Linked DNA regions of Sus scrofa: region 2 is linked to region 1. The links are chromatin contacts, called in public Hi-C maps. All regions are on one chromosome and are shown on one strand. Each heading gives the region's core, a stretch centred on a gene start, on an enhancer-like site or on the middle of the called end of the contact. The rest is flanking DNA. Distances are from core to core; before and after follow the strand shown.

Region 1 (6,996 bases), core at 1,292-3,791:
TATCAAATGCCAAACTTCCATTAAGGGCGCTGTGTTCTGGGGAATGTGGTTTTTGTTTTGTTTTACATAGAAACTGTAATAATTTTGTGCCTGTTTAGGGTTTTACGCTTCCAAGGGTAATGATCTAGTGAATTAAACAAACAAACAAAAAAACAGGGATATAGGCAAAAAAGTTCAGGTTTGAGCTGCTTACAGGGCTGGACCCATGTGCTTCTGTGTTCCACCCTTGGGTGGGAGAGAACGCTCTAGGCTCCTGGTGGATACCCAGTTCACCGTGGTGTGGGGTTGGACTGGATGCTCTTAGAAGGGAGGCAAATTCCTGGGAGCCAGGGCAGAGGCAGTGGCTCCAGGTGAGTCAAACTGTTAGTGCTGCTGGAAGGAAAAGGCCCGGCAGCTCCTTGGAGATGCTTAGAACTTTGGCGAAGGCAGAGGAGATGAGATTTTAGAAAATCCACCATTGGACAGAGTCTCTTAGGTAAATATGAATCATCAAGATTTGGCAGAATTTCTCTGTGCAGAATCTCTGTAGATTCCCCCATAAGGAAGTTTCTCCTAACCTGACATAGATGAGAGATTGAGAACAGCAAGCGTTCCAGAAGCATATGCTCTGCTGATTCTAAGCAAGGACCTTTTCCAGACCTGACCCTTTTCCCTCCTCAGTTCTCCAGGCATTCTGATCCTGTCCTGGAGTGCCTTCAGGATACACAGCCCTGAGATGCTTTTTAAATTATGAAATATAAATATAACATAACCCTCAGTCACCTCTAGGCTAAATCTAATGGAAATACAGGCTCCATCATTTTACTGCATTTTTCTTTAGGATCTGGGTTATTTATTAATAATGTACCCCCATACCCTACCACAAATATACACATGTATACGCAACACACACTCACAGATGCATGCAGATACAGCACTGGATATTCTGGATTGGTCAGTTTCTTCTTTTTTTTTTTTTTTCTTTTTATCAGACAGTACCTGATAGGTCAGAGCAATGCAGCCAAAACCAGCCCAACCAGGGAGGCAATTTGGCACAATAACAAGTGCAAGCTCAGTAAAGAGTGTTCTTTTAAAATTTATCTATCAATTATGGCCTTGGGTAGTTGATATAAACTCTCCACAACTTAAGGTCCTAATGAGTAAAAAAAGGTTTCATAGAATTACTCACAGTATTATCTATCTACCTATCTATTTACATTTTAATACATACCTTTAAAAAAAGTGTCTATCTAGCTTGGTACCTGCATCCAATAAAGGGGATTACTGTTTCTCTTCTCATATGGGCTAAAGACCTCCTTATAAAAATTGAAGCCTAAAATCAATTTGTGGCTATTTAAAAAACTGTAGTACTTTGAAGAATGCATCTCTCCCCCTCTGTTTGTTTCCTGGGAGAGCTAGTCTTCTTTGCAGTTACAAATGCCATCAGGATAATACATAGGTACAGCCTTTGCATTGTGGTGTTCAGATAGCTCTGGTGAATTGTTAGCTGATTTATAAGACTGTTGAAAAAAAAGGGAGATGCAAGAATATTTCTCTATCTCTGCTGGTTCAAGTTACACATTCCCATTTCAAAACTGGTGTCATTCATTCTGAACGGTCTCAAACAACCCTAAAGCAGAGGATCCATCTTTGATCTATTTAGCATGGACTATTTGCTTTCCTTATGAGTCTGATTTTTGAGTCAATGCCCTTAAAAGAATAATAATATTTTCTTCAACACTATCTTTAGACCTTTCCCAGTTAGATGCTTTCAAGTATCTTTTTCTTTCCCTTCTGGCTTCTCCCAGCTGTTGAAGCTGTCTTAGGATGCTGCCAACTTCCATGGCCCCCTTGAGAAACCATCTCATAGACGGGTTGGGATGGGGGTTGGAGGCTGGGGGTGGGCAGATAGTTTCCTCCTGAGATAAAGGTGATACGACCCACATCCATGCCTGGGTATCTTTTCCCTCACACGTAGCTGTTAATTCTGCTTTTGAAAGTCAGGTTTTAAAAGAAAGAGAAAAAAAAGAAAAGAAAAGAAAAGAAATGCTCTTGCTGAAGGACTGCGGAGAAGGGAGCAGGAGTGGTTGCTCTGAGCTTTGAAACATGCACGCGTGTGTGTGACACACACACACACACACACACACACACACACACACACGGACAAAAGGATAAGTTGAAAAAGAATGCAGCAACCCCTGCTTGTCTAACAGTCTGGTCAGCCCCACAGATGAGGAAGTGCTGCTTTGTTCCAAGCCAAAGCCTTGTTTTCTTGTTCATTGTCTTTCAGGGTAAAATCCGGGGGTGGGGGGTGGGGCATTCACCTGTCTGATGCAAAGTTAAACTGCTGGCTTTAATGTGACTGCATGGGAACTCGGGTTTATTAATGAATACAACATACCCTCTTTGATTTGAAAGCTTTCACCCCGCTGAAAAGATTCAAAAGGCATCGCTTCCTGCACCAGAGGCATTCCTTTATCCGTCTCAGTGGTTCTCCCCTACCCAGCTGCTATATCTCATTAACAAGCATTTGACCACTGCAGCAGGCCTGGGAGTGTTGACACTTGAAAGGCCCAGGCAGGCGTGGGCAGGCCATCAGCTATGGCAACAGGAAACTGCCCCGGAGACAACACTGAGAAAACAGCAGCTGCAAAAGCCAAAGTCAGAACAGACATAAAGGATTGCCTATCTCCACATCGGGCTGGGGTATCGGTGCGTGCCTGTGGGTCTGAATTCACACGTCTATTTACTCTCTTTATGGGATATAAGGTTCGCTACCGACATGGATCAGACTCTAGACTTGTTGACAACCCAGAATGATTTTTGGACTTGAAGGCTCTTGAATCCTTAGGTTTGAAAAACCTTATTCTCTTCAATAATGTGCCTTCCTATTTATACACATGAGAACATTCACCAGAGGCCTTAAACTTGATATACACACTCACTGGAAGAAGTCGTATGTACAATAAAAATGTGCCTGCCTGAATCCGTGTCCGCTTTTCATGCTACCGTATTATTTTTCAGAAACAAGTCAACCTGTAAAACTGTCCCATAAATATGTAAGATTATTCTGAGCGTCTTTGGTTTAGGAATCAAACTGTGATGGTTTCATGTAGAATATTTAAGAACAAAACAGTCATTTCAGTTGTGTAAAGACAGCTCATAAAATGAAGTGGGATATTCCACATATGTTCTTATTGATTACAGTAATTTTAAATGTCTATTTTAATCAAATTTATTTGCCATTCATTGAAATGTAGGCTATAGAGGACCATGCCCCTACATTGACTGCGAAATGTTATCACTGTATTTATCAGAGGAGCTCAAAGTACAGATGTCAATTAGAGTGTCTCAGGCAGTGGTTGGATGTCTCCAAATCTTGAGTGTCTGTGTTCAAGCTTATAAGTGTATTTTTTGAGGATAGGTAAGCAGTGGTTCAAAATCAGTTTTTCATTCATAAAGAAAATGAAGTCACTTCATGTTAAAGAAAGAAACTAAATGAAAAAAGATGCTAATGTTACAAGTGAGGTTAGTTGACTGCCACTCAAAGAATACTGAATTTTTTTGCTGTCATCCTCTGTACATTAGACTCATAATTATTATACTACCTGTACTAATACTTTTTTCTTTTCAATAATTTAGATTTATTTACATTTGTCTATCACTCATCATAAAACTACGCTGAATGATTCAGGTTGTTACTCTAAAATGGTTAATTAGATAAAATGCATGTAAACTTATTTTAAAATTGTTGCCAATTAACTCCTTTCTTGTCAGAAAATGTCTCTTGAATACACTGAATTTTCCAGTTCTACCTTCTCCACATTTTTTTTTTTTCCTTTCACTTTTCACGTTCCAGAGAAAGAGAAAAATATACCAACCACCCCTGAAAGTTTATGTTCTTGACGATACGGTAGAGATAGAAACTTCCTCCTGAGGGCCATTCAGACATTTCCATTTGGCTTGGTTTTTCCATCACAGTTGTGCTGGGTCACGCTCATGTCTGATGGGCAGGAAGATGCCCAGGCTCTAGAAACAGACGCCTTGGGAGCAGCTTCCCATTCTGCCACCTAACAGCAAGGCAGACCTCGATTAAGTAACTTAAGTTTTTTTATGCCTCACTAAGACTTACTAGTCTGTTAAATAGGGGTGAATTAATAGTCCTTAGTTCATAGGGTATTGAGAGGATTATATGGGTTTGTACACACATAAGCACTTCAACAACGCCTATCACATACTGAGCCTCAGTCGCACACTGAGGACTCAATGCATGTTACCCATTAGTGTTAATATCAACACTTTCCCTACCATCTCATACTCTCCCCCTCTACACTGCTCTATGTTGCCGCAGAGTTTACTGTAGCTTATGTTGTCATATGTGTGTGTTGATTTATTTATTTTATAAAACCCTTCCCATATCTTTCCCCACTCTAAGACACACACATGTAAAATAAGCTCTGTGAAACCATGAGTGTTATGTCTTATCTGCAGTTTATTCTCTTGAGTCTAGTATAGTTTTGACATATCCTAACGACTCAATAGATTTGTTGAATCTTGAATACTGAACAAATGAATTTGTAGATCTAAGCTCAGAGGCAAAAGGAAGCGAGAATGGGTTTTAATAAATTAACTGCATAATGGTAAAATGCCTGATGTGTATAGTTCTAGGGCCAGGTCGAATACTATTTTAATGAATACCTATATTCATCTATACTATAAAATTGATGCCAGTGCCCTGGCTGAAACCTTGATAATATTGCTGCATTTTTTTTTTTTTTCCTTTTTCTAGCTGCACTTGCAGAATATGGAAGTCCCCAGGCCAGGGGTCAAATCGGAGCTGCAGCAGAGGCCTTTGTCACAATGACAGCAACAGCAGATCCTTAATCCACTGAGTAAGTCCAAGGATTGAAGCAGCATCCTCACAGAGATAATAGGTCCTTAACCTGCTGAGCCACAATGGGAACTCTATAACGTTGCTGCATTTAATTCTATTGGACTAATGATTCCGATTTCCCATCCTGTTTAACAATCATTCTAGTATTTTTCAAAGAGTAAGTGGTTTAGGTATAGGGCTCTTAGTTGAATCCTACAACATATAATATTTTAAATAAAATTGACCTGATTTTCAGACAAGATCAGGCATGTTCAGGGTGGTATGGCCGTAGACAAATTTGACCTGATTTTCAGAGTGTTGTTTGGAGTCTTTGTAAGTTAAACTTTTATTTTTGGTAAAAAATTTTTTTTCTAGTAGTTGTTTGGGGGATTCAGGGATGAAGGAAACCACAGCATGAAAATAAGACCATGTAGCATCCAATCAAGACAGGTTTGGACCATATTTTATGACAATTTCTAGAACCAGCCAAGAGCTTCTATAACAACTTTTTTTGAGCTGCACATTATGTGATTTCTGAAACTGTAGTAATTTCTACATATTTGTTCTTTTGTTACCCTTGCCTATTCTTTGTTGTTTATACTGTTATTTTGGAGGAAGTGGGAGCTTGTAACACTGTCTTCTACCTCGGAGTTTACCTTGCAGACTGTTGACTTGGGTAAATGGAGGTATCTGTGAGGAAGGAAGGAAAAGTACCTGATGCTTGAAGGACCCTGGCAATAAAGTAGGGGCTCCAGGAGCAAAGGAGACGCTTATCTCAAAGGCCTTTACGCACTGAGGCCTGAAAGCCATGCCTCAGTCCTGGCAACCGTTGGGTTGCAGTCAGACCAGGGCAGAGGTAAATTGTAGGTTATTTGGGGGCAATTTTTCAGAGTTGAAAATTTTCCAAACCACTCAAAGATATACTGTGTGAGCACCAAGCTGATGCCTCCTATCAGTCTTAGCCTCACTCAGATTCAGTGATATATACATATATAAAAGAATTCAGCAGTTCCCTGGTGGCCTAATGGTTAAGGACACAGCATTGTCCCTGCTGCGGCTGGGCTTACTATATGGCCCAGGTTCAATCTCTGGTCCAGGACCTTCTGCATGTTGCTGGCATGGCCAAAAACCAACCAAACAAAAAAGAATTCACTCCACCTTAGCATTAATTGACTTAAAAAGTGTAACTTTACTCACACATAAAAATCTCCCCCATCCCAAATGACCCACTTTGAAAAGGAGAGAATTAGTATCCATGCTAGACACAGCTCCTCTCATTTTAATCCTTACTGTCATCTGTCATGATCAGTATTTTATCCCCATTTTCTAGGTGATGGTATGAGAGGCAGAGACCAGCTTGGCTGTTTTCCTAAGGTGACACAGGTAGTACGCAAGTCCTTTGAACTCAAGCGACATATAGACCTTTCAATTAAATTTTCCTTCTCTTCCACCCCGTTGTCTGGAGAACATCTAAAATTGCATTAAATACTACAAAGAAGTGGACTTCATTCTGAGATGTTAGATTTCAGAGAGGCCTTTTCAAAATGTTCCAAAGATGCCAGTTCCTGTGAGAAACTGTGTGACAATTAAGACCTTCACCTTCGGGTGGCAGCTGAGGAATGTATTAGAAACAGGACCCAAAGTGGTGTTACGTCACTTCTATAAAAAACACAGGAAGGAGAGGAGGAAAGAGTGGGCAGTGAGAGAAACCAAAAAAAAACCTGAGTTGCTCTGGGTTCGCAGGCACATTGGGATCTGAAGAATGTGAGGTCTGCGTGGGATATCAAAGCACTGTGCTCATAGGCTCCTAATTGGTCTTCCTTCTGCCCTGTGCGCCCTGCAGTCTATTTCTGGCCGCTGCCTTCCTTGTTCTGTTAAGTCAATTATGTCATTTCTCATGCAGACTCTGCAACAGCTTCGCCCTCTAAATTGGAGTAAAAGACAAAATCCTCCTTGCCACCCTCTTCCCATTTCTTTTTTCTTTTCTTTCTTTTCTTTTTTCTTTTTCCTTTGGTTTTTAGGGCCACACCTGTGGCATATGGAAGTTGCCAGGCTAGGGGTCCAATCAGAGCTACAGCTGCCAGCCTACACCACAGCCACAGCAATTCAAGATCCCAGCCGCATCTGCAACCTACTTGACACCA
Region 2 (6,996 bases), core at 3,229-5,728, 110 kb after region 1:
AGCAATTCAATACTTTTTATAGATTATACTCTGTATAAAGTTTTCATAAAATATTGGCTATGGTCCCTGTGCTGTACATCACATTCTCATAACTTATTTATTTTGTATCTGGTAATTTGTACCTCTTGTTCTCTTTCACCCATCTTGCCCCTCCCCCCATTTGTCTCTCTTCTGATAACCACTAGTTTGTTCTCTGTAAGTCTGTTTCTGTTTTTGTTGTGTATATTTATTTATTTCTTTTTATTTCTTCGATTCCACATAGAAGTGAAAACTTACGGTACTTATCTTTCTCTCTCTGACTTATTTCATTAAGCATAACATAATACCCTCCAGGCCCATCCATGTTGTTGCAAATGGCAAAATTCCATTCTTTTATATGGCTAATATTCCAGTGTGTGTGTGTGTGTGTGTGCGTGTGTGTGTATAAAATACGTTCATCTGCTGATGGACACTTAGTTGCTTCCATATCTTGTCTACTGTAAATAAAGCTGCTCTGAACATTGGGATGCACAAAAAACTTCCAAAGCAAAGACGAATATAGCATACATTGCTCAGATCTTGGTTTCCAAATACCATTTTCCAATAAAACAGACCAAGATTTTTTTTTGAGAAATGGCTGTTTCTAGGGTCGGGACAGAGAAAGTACAAGGTAAACCTGGAGAATCTTACCAAAAAATTAATGAAGGGCTCAGAGAAACAAAGGGCACAGAATGAATCAGAACAATAGCAAATGTTGGGACATGTCAAAGGGACACAGCAGCCAACTAAATATGCCAACTGGCCAAAGCTGGAAAAATTTGAGCAATAAGGTAGATAATGTAAAGTGCTATTGGATTCTCGCCCAAAGTATGAAATAAACATCTATGAGTCCATACTAATATAAATCAGTATTATCAAAATTAATAAATAGAAGAGGTGGGTCCAGTCTTCCTTACAGAAGAATTTTAAATAATACATGTAGGTATTCTCTCCTCTAGGAGGTGAAGCTTAGTTTCTACCTTTTCAACTGAGTGTAGGCTCTTTCACAACTGGCTTAGTGAATAGCGTGTGGAAAGGGGGAAAAATTAATTTTGCAATGAGGAAACCTAGCCAACACCGCCTTCATCAAGGTTAACACCAGCGATAAGTGAGGCTGATGACACATACTCACATGATGTGAGAAAGAAAGGTCATTTCTCTGCAGCATTTTCCCCCAAGCCCATAAATCTAATCTAATCGTGAGGAAAACATCACAGAACCTCAAATTGAGGAGCATTTTATAAAACACCAGACCAGGACTCTTCAAAGTTGTCAAGGTCCTCAAAAACAAGACTGAGAAATTGTCACAGACTATAGGACACTAAGGAGACATAAGGACTTAGTGCAATACGCTACCCTGAATGGGATCCTGGGGCAGAGAAAGCAAATTAATGAGAAAACTGGAGAAATCTGAATTAAATCTGGAGTTCATTTGATAGTGTAAACCAGTGTGAATTTCTTATTTTGACAAATGCACCATGATTATATAATTGTCAAATTAGGGGAATCTGCGTGGGGTATCTAGGGCTTTTTTTGTACTAGCCTTAGATCTTCACTATAAAGCTTATTTTTTATAAAGGAATTTAAGTTAACTTGCCTTAGCATGATAAACTATATCTGCTTCAAACCAACAGCCAATCAGATATTAAAGGATATTGGAGATTTTTAAAAATTAGAAAAAAATCTAAGAAATAGTGAACCAATAAATAATGTATAATGTTTATGAAGCAATTGTGATAGGACCTAGCACTTAATAAATGTTCAAGAAGTGATAAATATTATCACTTAACATTATTTTGGAAGTACTTGATTATGAAAAAAATGAAAGTTGTATTGGGAGGAAGGAAAAATATTTTTCCCTTTATTCTGCATTTTAAAAATATATTATTTATGTATCCTCATAAACAGTAAAGAATCAATTGAATAACTATTATTAGTAGAAACTATAAATGTTTAGTGAACTGACTTGGCACAAGATTAATACATTTATTAACTTTTCTATGTTCCAGCAAAAACAATCTACATAAAAACAGTGGAAAAAGGAAATAGTAATAGAATTAAACAGCATAATCTGTCTAGAAATTATCTAAGTGTCAAATAGTAAAGAAATGAAAGACGTAATTCATGGTTTATCTACATGATGGAATATAATGCAGGCGTATATATTTGTGTTTTCAGGAGAGTTTGTGGTTCTAAGTCAGATGTCTACTATAAAGTAAAAATTCAAGATGCCAAAGTATAGCCTAAGTAGATTCACAACTGGGAGGAAATTATGCAAATATAAACCCCTAAAATCGATCCCCTTTTTCTTTTTATGGCCGCACCTGTGGCATATGAAAGTTCTCAGGGCCACAGTCACAGCAATGCCAGATCCAAGCTGCGTCTGCCACCTACGCCGCAGCTGGTGGCAACTCCAGATCCTTAACCCACTGAGCGAGGCCAGGAATCGACCCCGCATCCTCATGGATGCTAGTCAGATTCATCACCCACTGAGCCACAACTGGAACTCCCTCAGTGAGGGTTTTTGATGTGAGATGACATGGATCAATGTGGCCATTTAGAGCTGCCAGCTTCTTTTCTGCAAATTTTAGGTGGCTGTTACAAAAAGGGGGAGGTGAATGAGATGCATATTAAACATACACAAGGAGATCCCAAATAGGTGGTTGAGGGGAAAACAGGAGAGGTAAGACTGGTGACGGACATTTGGAGGTCACCCAGCAGTGGTTAAAGCCACAGACCTACATGAGATGAACTCTGTGAGCTGAGGCCTGAGCCCAGGCCACTGTACCGATTTTCCCTTTGATGTCATCTTAATAACGTCACATAGAAGTAACAACACCTACTGATTGTGAATATTTCAAGTGACTTTGCATGTTTAAAATTACAAATGCCTTCAGACCTAAATGGGCAAGAGTGTAAAACACGGAGAACACATAGGCAATGCTGGTAGAAGCAGAAGTTGATTCATCCACCTTGGAAAATCATTCAGCATTACCTCATTAAGCCTAGGCTTTTCTTCTCAGTTATTTTGTCTCTTTGGGTTTTTTGGTTTTGTTTTGTTTTTACTTTTCTGTTTTTTTTTGAAGTGTGGTTGACTTACGATATTGTGCTCATTTCAGGTGTACAGCAAAGTGATTCTATTTTTTCATGGTAGTTTATTACAAGGTACTGAATATAGTTCCTGGTGCTCTGCAGTAGGTCCTTGTTGTTTATTTTATATATGGTAGTTTATATATGTTAATACCATACTCCCAATTTATTCCTTCCGTTCCACCTTCCCCTTTGGTAACCATGCATTTTTTTCCCTATGTCTGTGAGTCTATTTATGTTTTGTAAATAAGTTCATTTTACTATTTTTTAGATTCCATATATAAGCGATATCGTGTAATATTTGTCTTCCTCTGACATATTTCACTTAACATGATGATCTCTAGGTTCATTCTTGTTGCTACAAATGGCGTTATTTCATTCTTTTTAATGGCTGAGTAGTATTCCATTTGTGTTTGTGTGTGTGTGTGTGTGTGTGTCTGTACATTCTACATCTTCTTTATCCATTGTTGATGGACATTCAAGTTGCTTCCATGTCTTGGCTATTATAAATAGTGTTAAATATGAACATAAGGTGCATCTTTTCACTTTTGGGGGTAGTAGTAGAATCCTCAGTTTGTATCCAGAGACGAAACAATTATTTACTTTTATCTGTATACGTGGAAGTAGTTTGAATGTTCCTGTCTGCATAAAAAAATCCTTCTTCCTAAGTCAGTATAGATTAAGGGGAAAAAAAGGATTGTGGAGTGATAGAAAATTAAGCAATTAAACCATATGACATATTTCAAAGATTCAACAACTCAGACTGACTTACAACTAGCTTTTAAGATTTTCACATTAAGAGCTGACTAGTGGTTTACTGTTTGGTGGGCAGTGGTTGGTCCAGAGAATGCAGGTGGGTTGGAGTGTGATTTATATGGCTACAACAGGTGCAGTTGGGGCATCTCTCCAGAGGTGTTGGGAAAACTGAACAGTGACAAAAATATCTCAACAAACTCTGACGTTGCCCCTCAAGCTCTGCACTTTATCCCGAAGACCTTCAGACATCCATAGTCAGCCACAACTACTTTTAACACATTCTTGCTTTAAAAAAAAAACTGACATCATAAGTTCTGTACTAAGAATAAGCAAACATTTGTACAGTAGCAGCCTTCCAAAGGAAAGTCTTTGTGCCAGAGGGCAAAATTGATGGGAAGGTTTTGTCCACTGCACATGCAGTTTTGGCTTTTTGCAGTTTCTTTTAGAGGATGTTGAACCGAAGTGGAAATTTGCTGTGACATGTATGCGATAATAACGTTGTCCCTCACAGGGACATTGCATTTGAAACTTTGCTGAAGAATCTTAACAGTGCCCTGCAATTTGACACCACCCTCTAGGAGGGGCTGAGCCTCGAGCCATTACATCAGCCCGAGGAAAAGTTCTCCTTCCTTCCCCCTTCCTCCCTGCTCTTCACTTCTGTGAACCCTCTTTGTAACCCGCAGGCTCTGTAAAGTTGAGAGCAAGAGAATGCAAGTTGTGTCGGAAAGAATGAAGAGTTCGCCAGCTTAGAACAGAAAGCGAATTACTGAACTATTAAGCTCCATTAACAAGTGAAAAGTGAACTAAGTTGTTCCAGAGTGATTTTTTAATTCTGTCAAATAAAGAGGACCCAGACTGCAGGGTAAACTCGTATTTATTAGTTTGGGTTAATGAGTTTTTCCATAAGCAGAATTTCTTAAATTTTATTGAATCAATAAAGTCCCCATTTGGAAATCTGGTTTTTCCCACCAGAGTAGGATTTTAATTGAGCGGACAGCAAACACTCAAGTGCTGTAAAGTGACTGGATGAAGGTGAACTGGCCTACAGGTGATACTGGCTTGGTAGACAGGGTTACGGAAGTCCTTGATTGGAATGCAATCTCTGCTACGTACCTCTTGAGCATTAAGTATTATCTCTACGGTGACGGTGTTTTCACTGTATTTATTACCAAAGAATCCTTGTAAGAATAGAAACATCAGGGCCTCTCCTTGAAAGAGGACCTCTGTATCTTTTCTTCTAGCCTCTGAGTGCACAGAGCGCTAGGCACCACTATGTGGAGCATCTTGAAATTCTCCCAAGAAGGATGGGTCTGGGCTGTGGTCGCCTCTGTTGAATGCAGGTAGCCTTGAAGGACACACCTGGCCTGGTCAGTTGCTTTGTGAACATCTGCTTCTGTTTATAAGAGAGTCCAAGGAGAAAAGTATAAATATCTCCCCATCATTTGAAAACAGTATGAAGTCTGTGCTTTGCGATAGTTAGTCGATACTGTAGTTCCCCCCTTATCCGAGGAAGATACGGTCAAAGACACCCAGTGGATGCCTGAAACTGTGGATATATACTATATATATACTAGTATATAGTATACTAGTATATGTATATAATAGTATAGTATATATATGTACTAGTATATAGTATATAATAGTATACTATAGTATATAATAGTATACTATAGTATATAATAGTATACTAGTATATAATAGTATAGTATATATATATTACACATGTACATATATATTATATATGTACTATATACATCATATATATATATAAAATGTATATAGTATACAAGCCATATATATATACTATGTTTTTTCTTATATATACATACCTTTGATAAAGTTTAATTTATAAATTAGGCACAATAAGAGATTAACAACAGAAACTATTAATGAAATAGAACAATTGTAATGATATGCTATGATAAAGTTACATGGATGTGGTCTCTCTCCGTTTTTAAAAAGTTTGCTTGAAGTATAGTTGATTTACAATGGTGTGATAATTTCTGCTTACAACAAAGTGATTCTGTTAAACATGTACACTCATCCATTTTTTTCAGATTCTTTTCCCAAATAGATTATCACAGAATACTGGGTAGACGTCCTCGCTCTATACAGCAGGTCCTGTTGGCCAGTCGTTCCATAAACCACAGAGTGCACATGCCAGTCCCAACCCCTCTACCTGTCCCCTTTGGTAACTGTAACTGAAACTGTTTGCTTTCCAAGTAAGTGAGTCCTGCAAATACATTCATTTTATGTTATCTTTTTTTTTTTTAAGATTCCACATATAAGTGACATCGTAACTTATTGTACAAATGTAATGTCTTTTCCATCTTAACTAAGCACTTATCAGGCACTGTGGTCCCAACTTTTGCAGTTGAAAGTGAGATAGCAAACCCAGCACGAATGTCTTTTTCCTTCTTCACAATTTCATGGATAGGAGATTTGTTCTTCTGGTAGAGCTTAGCCACCTCAGCATATGATTTTTTTTCTTTCCTTAAGCCTAGAACTTTCAACTTTCACTTAGAGGAAACACTGTTATGTCTTCTCTTTGGCTCATCTGAGTTGCCAGCATCACTACCCCTGTGCTCTGGGGCTATTATTTAAGTAAAATAAGAGTGACTTAAACACAAGCCCTGGGATACCATGGCAGTCGACCTGATAACCCAGCAGCAACTAAGAGACTCGGGGGCTGGATACTCTGGACAAAGAGACAGTTCACATCCCACGTGGGATGAGGCCGGAGTGCATGCGATTTCATCATGCTTCCCAGAATGGCATGCAATTTTAAACTTCCGAATTGTTTGTTTATTTCTGGAATTTTCTACTTGAATATTTTCAGACTATGATTGACCATGGGTCAAACTGAAACCACAGAAAGCAAAATTGTGGGTGGGGTGGGGGGGACACTTGTCTTTCCTTCCTTATTTTGGAAGTCTTTTTGGGGGAAATAAAATTCCTACCATGTGGCCCCAAGCCCTCATGTTTCTGTCTGTGTTACCTGTTTTGAAAGACAAAAAGAAAAGAAGAAGTAATGGGTACTTGGGGATTGATGACTTCCTCTGAAAAGAATTCCTAGGTTGGGCGAAAGGCTTACCCACAAGTTCTTCGCGAAATGAAAGCTGTGCGATGCAG

The links. Hi-C and Micro-C count contacts between places; a contact is called where the count stands out from the background.
Region 2: a Hi-C map of skeletal muscle shows a contact between it and region 1, with 1.7 times the contacts expected there. The contact joins two enhancer-like sites. A contact is called at or near these places in 6 of 47 Hi-C or Micro-C datasets (embryonic fibroblasts, epiblast stem cells, fetal skeletal muscle and 2 more) and 1 of 2 datasets of contacts at active chromatin or transcription factors (skeletal muscle).

The regions. Positions count from the first base shown.
Region 1 is chr11:51,744,855-51,751,850 of Sscrofa11.1, forward strand. No RefSeq gene overlaps it. Among named protein-coding and RNA genes, the nearest start is that of NDFIP2, 250 kb to the left of the region's middle. Within about 2 kb of position 2,542, at least 27 of the 83 cell types and tissues checked have an H3K27ac peak or open chromatin away from gene starts, as enhancers often do. A contact at or near this core is called in fetal skeletal muscle and skeletal muscle, where this site is marked.
Region 2 is chr11:51,857,818-51,864,813 of Sscrofa11.1, forward strand. It overlaps LOC102162312 (a long non-coding RNA gene), which reads right to left. Exons shown (of 3, transcript XR_306270.3): 3 at 4,721-5,257. Among named protein-coding and RNA genes, the nearest start is that of SPRY2, 300 kb to the right of the region's middle. Within about 2 kb of position 4,479, at least 11 of the 83 cell types and tissues checked have an H3K27ac peak or open chromatin away from gene starts, as enhancers often do. A contact at or near this core is called in fetal skeletal muscle and skeletal muscle, where this site is marked.